2 separate regions of the Zea mays genome follow, and region 2 is linked to region 1. A link is a contact called in public Hi-C data. All regions are on one chromosome and are shown on one strand. The core of a region is the stretch at or near the end of the contact, and the rest is flanking DNA. Distances in the headings are between cores, read along the strand shown. Region 1 holds the start of LOC100284980. Region 2 holds the start of LOC100216759 (Dof zinc finger protein DOF2.1).

Region 1 (2,910 bases), core at 197-2,696:
ATATAGCACGCAAACGCTACCAGGTAGCAGAATACAGCAAACCGGCCTGACGACGACGTACACTTGGATGGAATGGAAGCCACGAAATAGCATAGGTAGGGGGTGTTTGGTTTGTAGGGACTAATGTTTAGTCCCATTATTTTATTCCATTTTAGACTATAAATTGCCAAATTTAGAAACTAGAATAGAATTTTAGTTTCTATATTTAGCAATTTTGCAACTAAAATGGAATAAAATGTAGGAACTAAAAATTAGTCCCTAGAAACCAAACACCCCCTTAGTTAACATCTCTAGAGAGCGCACCAATCATCATGTCTCCTTTTTTGTTTGTTTGTTTGTTTCTTATGTGGACCTATTGCTGCTCTAGGCTCTAGAGATAAGGCTCTCTCCAAGATCACATCCACTTCACTGCGGCTGGTTGGGGTGCCTCGTCATCCTGAAACAAGGAACCACAACGACGGGTCACTGCTATCCCTTGGCCGAATATTGCAAAGATGTGAAAGCTAGTTTCGGTATATGCACTCTCATGCAACACAACAGAAGAAACCACTAGTTAAAATTAAAGAGCCCCCCACCTATAACATGTCATAAGCACAACGCCTCTAGAGCTTTGTTCGGTTATTAGGAATAGATTGAAGGGGATTAAATCTCTTGCTAGTTAAAATTGAATAAAAATATATTTACTCGTCCTTAATCCCTTTTGATCTAGTACAACCGAATAAGGTCTTAAGGTAATTAATAGGGTTTTATATGGTGGGGGTTTTATATGTGAAAGCATATGACAATGATAGTCAATAGTCAAGCCCATGCATGCACACAGTTTAAAAGGCGAGTGAAGGGGGGAACAGAAGGAACAAGCTAGAAAAAAGGCATGCTGAAGATTAGAGGGATCTAGAAAAAGATAGTCCAGGTGGACAATGGAACGAAGAGTAAGTGAGTAACGAATACATCAAGAAAACAGAAGCAACAGTTATACTGCACGTACCAAAGGCTAGCGTGCTAGACAGCGCAGTAAGAGGATGTACGATGCAATGCAATGGCTTATAGATCGAGCAGAGATAGATGCTAGAGAGAGCAATGCATTACACTCTACTACCTCTTGTCACCGTTGTCCCTGCCCCAAGAACTGCTGCTGCTGCTTCCACTGCCACCAGCACCAGCACCAGCAGGGCTGCTGGACTGGGATCCTCGGCCGCCTTCTTCGGTTTCGATGTGCTTCACGTCCGTCTTCAGGTACTTGTAGTGCCTCTTCACGTCCTCGGCTGTCTTGCCGCAGCCGACTGCCCGCGCAACGTTGTGCCAGCGGTCTGGTGTGTCCTTGTCATATACTGCCAGCGCACGCTCGAAGAGATTGTTTTGACTCTCGGTCCAGGACGAACCCATTGTTTTATCTTCACTCAGCAAGAGAAGACACCTAGCTAGGAGAGATGCAGGGCAAGCAATGGCTGCTGCCTGTGTCTGTTTGGATCAAGGAGCGAGTGCTCTTTATATAGAGGGAGCTAGCATCGAATAATACCAAGTAGATGTGGGGTTACAGAACAAGTTGGCAATTCTGTATAGGACGGAGGAAGCCATATGAGTAAGAGCAAGAGGTGTCATTGCTCCAGCCTCCATTAATTCCCCAATGTGTTACAAGTTGTTGGGAGAGGAGTAACCAGAACCTCAGCTTTGCTGGGGAAGATGGCGAACTTTTTATTTCTTTTCCTACGCGTCCAATCTTCATAAAAAGATTCTCTTGCATGCGCAGTCCATAAGAAGTGGGTCAGTCTTCACTACTACCTTCAGTTCTATTTCTTTCATATTGATCAGAACCTTCTAACTAGTATGATATCATACTCGGTAGAAGTTAACAGACATTTGAACATATATATGCCTATATGTGGCCTTCCCTTAATTAGAGAAAGAGAATCTTTTATTGGACCAGAAAGGGTAGGGTTACTTATTCAAAGCACTTACAAAAACTAATGGACAGAGAATAAAGATATGAAAAAAAAAATAGATATAGCATTCTCTGATCAACGAATAAATTGGGCCAATCCATCTCAATTATCAGCCCCTTTTAGTGTTATCGTGACATACTGGATTTTTTATTCAGCAATGTATCGGCAGATAGAATAGAACTTTGTTGGACACAGGCCCCAAGAGAACATGGAAGTCTAGAATTCTACCCTTCTGAGATCTAAACAACACTATTATTAGGGATGAAAGTGGTAATCCGAACTGTTAGAACAAATTTAATATTTTAAAATAGATATGTATAAAATTTGATGTTGATCTTTTCTTATGTTATCAAGCACATTAGTACAAATATGAATAAAATATTATATAAGTTGTTTTATGTATTATTTGTTCTCTACAACACAAAAAGTTGAAAAAATTACCGAATTTGTTTCCGAATCCATACCGAAGTTTATATCTATTATTTGAGAAAATGTAGGATGAATTTGAGGTTTACCTTTTATGAATCTTAACAAGTTGGATATTAAAAATAAGAATACAAATTTGTATTGTATATTCTATATCCTATTTATTCGCAATCAAAGAAAAAACTGATTACCGAATAGATATTGTTTCCGACCGTTTTCATCCCTAACTATTATCCAGGAAAAACTTAACCAAAATTTAAGAATATAGTACATATATCATTTTTTTTCAAATGGTTGAACCCTTCTAGCTTCTTCAATTTTGTTTGCTGCCACATATTTATTCTGTAAGTTGAGCACAATGTTTAGTTGAACTTTTACACAGGCTACAGAGAAGTTACTTTCTCCCTGGATCTACATTGTTACGTAGAATACTTCTCTAAAAAACAACACTATTCCAGAATTTGTATCTCAAGAAAATTATTAATAATGTTTCTGGCTTAAACTTACATTAAATTATTGATATTTCAGTACCAAGCCAAATAAA
Region 2 (2,730 bases), core at 142-2,641, 280 kb before region 1:
CGGCGACGGGCATGCGCGACGAGCCCATGCATGCATCTGGTGGCCAGAACCAGAGACAACAAGTCGACCGACGACGACGACCAGTGGCCGCAGAGGATGACTGATCTGGCGAGCGAGCTAGCACTAGTAGGGAATGCGAATGGATACCTTGCTTGCGGACGGCGAGCTCGCAAAAGGCCAAGCTAAAGCGCAAAAGCGGGACAAAATTTTGAATCAGGAAAGGGAGAGATGCTTCGGCTCTGCTATCCTTGTCTCTTCTTTGCTACTACATGCCTTTCGAACCTCCGAAAGCATGCTTTTGAACGGCCCCGCCCCGAGACCATACATACCACCGCCCGCCCGGCGCCATACATACACGTACCTAGACCGCCGTAGTCCAGGTGAAATTCTGTACTACGTAGTATGTATATTTTTATTTAGAATAGGATGACCGACGACGACGGACGGAGAGGCGCCCGGGCCGATCGGGGTGAAGACGAACCTGCAACGCATGGGCCCAGGGCCCCCCAAATTGTAGTGTGCTTTCGGTTTTCTAGCCTATTCCTCACAGGGACCGAAATATTCCACGTGGCCGGGATGGTATCGTCATGGCTACGCATGACCATGATATATGCGACGTCACTACGTCAGTTTGTCATTGTAGTAGCTCTTTTCAGCTAGGGAATTAGTGGAAACAGCTGCGGCCCCTGATTTAAGTTGGTCACAATGCCACATGCATGCATTAATGATAATGTCACTCTACCCTCGGTCTTCTATAATAATTTAAAACATTTTTTTGAATGATTTGACATCTTATTTTAGGGTACAAACTGTAGTAGCATGGCATAAATGTCATGAAAAGAAAATATTACCAAATGAAGTACAAGTAATTTTTTTAGGAAAGCGTCGTTCGGAAAAATAAAATAAAATAAAATAAATAGCACACATTTTGGGAGAATGGATCGTGTGTGCCAAAGATCATTTCAATTCAAAGCTCACACGCTACTACCAGCAGCAAGTGCAGGTTGCTAGTAGCGCCTAGCGCGCGGTAGCAGACGCAGGCACGCCGCACGCAGCGTCCACTCGGTCCACATGGCAAAGTTTGACCAAAGTCTCCAAACACACATACTACACACCGCTAGACCGCCAAAGTGTGACTGGTAGTACTAGATGATGAGAGCCAGCCAGCAGCGTAGGGCCCTAGCCGAGCCGGAGTAGTAGGCTGGTGAAGTGAAGGCCGCCGAGCCAGGACGGACCGACAGCCGCGCACGCCTCGGGACGCGAGCCGGCGGCGGGCCCATGGCATGGGGCTGCGGGGACCGCGGCAGTGTGGCGTGGGGAAGCCGACGCGACGAGCTAGGCCGACCCGCCCGCCTTCCACTCTTCTCTTCCGGCCTCCGGCTCTCTACTCCCCGGCTCCCCGCTCCCACCCAGGTCCTAGGCTCCCCTCCCGGTCCCGGACGCGTCTCCTCCGTTCACCACGCTGCCGGAGTGCCGGGCGCTTCTGGCCCCGACACCGTGGGCCACCCCGGCCCTTGTGCGCGCTCTCTCTCTCTCTCTCTCTCTCTCTCTCTCTCTCTCTCTCGTAGCGAATAGCGATCTATCTATCACTCGGGGTTGGGGTCGGGCGCGCAACTTTTCCTTCCTTCTTATTGACATCTCCCAGAGCTCTCTCGCTCGCATCTCTCCACCAACCGGCGGCACCACCAGATTCCTCTCTTCCTCTGCTCTAGCTTCTTCTAGCTAGCCCCCTCCTTCGCACCACGCACTATTATCTCATCCGTTCTTTCCTTCAGTCTATGTTTATTTGCTCTGCACATCATCGCTCGGTGGCCCTGTCCTCGCTACCTTCCAATTAGTCGGCAAGGCAAAGGCACCGGCAGAGAGGAAGAAGGCCAGTTCTATAGTATATATGACGATCAGGGTAATGAACTAGCTACCGGCTGCACAGTTTTGTGGGGGTGTGTCCGCGTGGTGTGTTGTGTGTGTCTAGCTAGCTAGGTTTTGCGTGTGGCTCGTCGATCTGCTTGGCAGAACAGACCACGGCGATCGTCACGTTTGGCTAGGGTACTCGGCTAGTGACCGACGTATTCTGATGATGGCCGGGGCACCGCCGATGCACATCTGCCTGGACTCGGACTGGCTCAAGGTACGTACCATGATCTGGCATCTATCCCTCGTCGCACAAGAAGTTTGTTCTTAATTTGTGATTACCTCATTATCTGGCATCTATCCCTCCTGTGCATACATATAATTCATGCATGCATCTCCCGGTCTCCCCAGGCCCAGGACATGGGATCTGACCAATATACATATACATGAGCCCTAGCCGTCTGTCACACGCGCGCGGTAGTACAATTCCTTGCATCCCTGGTTCACTTCTCCTCCTCCCCCCCTATGTTTTCTGTTCGTCAAGATTTCGTAAGGCCTATATATAGTTATATACCAGATATCATTAATTAGGCTAGCAGTTGTGTGATATTTTTTCTGGTTCGTTAATTCATGCATGTCTTGCTTCCCAATCGATCCTTTTGTGTGTTTGTGTGTGTACATGCGTGTAGGCAGCTCACTCCTCTTTGTTGATCTCTGCACTATATATGTCTCCTTGATTGCTATTTTTTTGTCATCAACAATGGTTGTTTAGTAGCATATATGGTTAATATTATCAAAGGTACATTTACAGCGTAAGATCGACGGTCTGGCACATTTATAGCCTTGAGGAAACTAGTGTTTCTTTTGATGAACTATTAT

What was found. A called contact is a pair of places that touch in the nucleus more often than the background predicts.
Region 2: a contact with region 1 is called in a Hi-C map of bundle sheath, with 2.2 times the contacts expected there. The contact joins the promoter of LOC100216759 here to the promoter of LOC100284980 in region 1. A contact is called at or near these places in 4 of 25 Hi-C or Micro-C datasets (bundle sheath, ear, leaf and 1 more).

Annotation. Positions count from the first base shown.
Region 1 is chr5:209,203,461-209,206,370 of Zm-B73-REFERENCE-NAM-5.0, reverse strand. It overlaps LOC100284980, which reads right to left and starts at 1,446. Exons shown (of 2, transcript NM_001366709.1): 1 at 1,097-1,446; 2 at 1-436. The coding sequence starts at 1,383. The coding sequence ends at 406.
Region 2 is chr5:209,486,968-209,489,697 of Zm-B73-REFERENCE-NAM-5.0, reverse strand. It overlaps LOC100216759 (Dof zinc finger protein DOF2.1), which reads left to right and starts at 1,391. Exons shown (of 2, transcript NM_001143160.1): 1 at 1,391-2,128. The coding sequence starts at 2,075.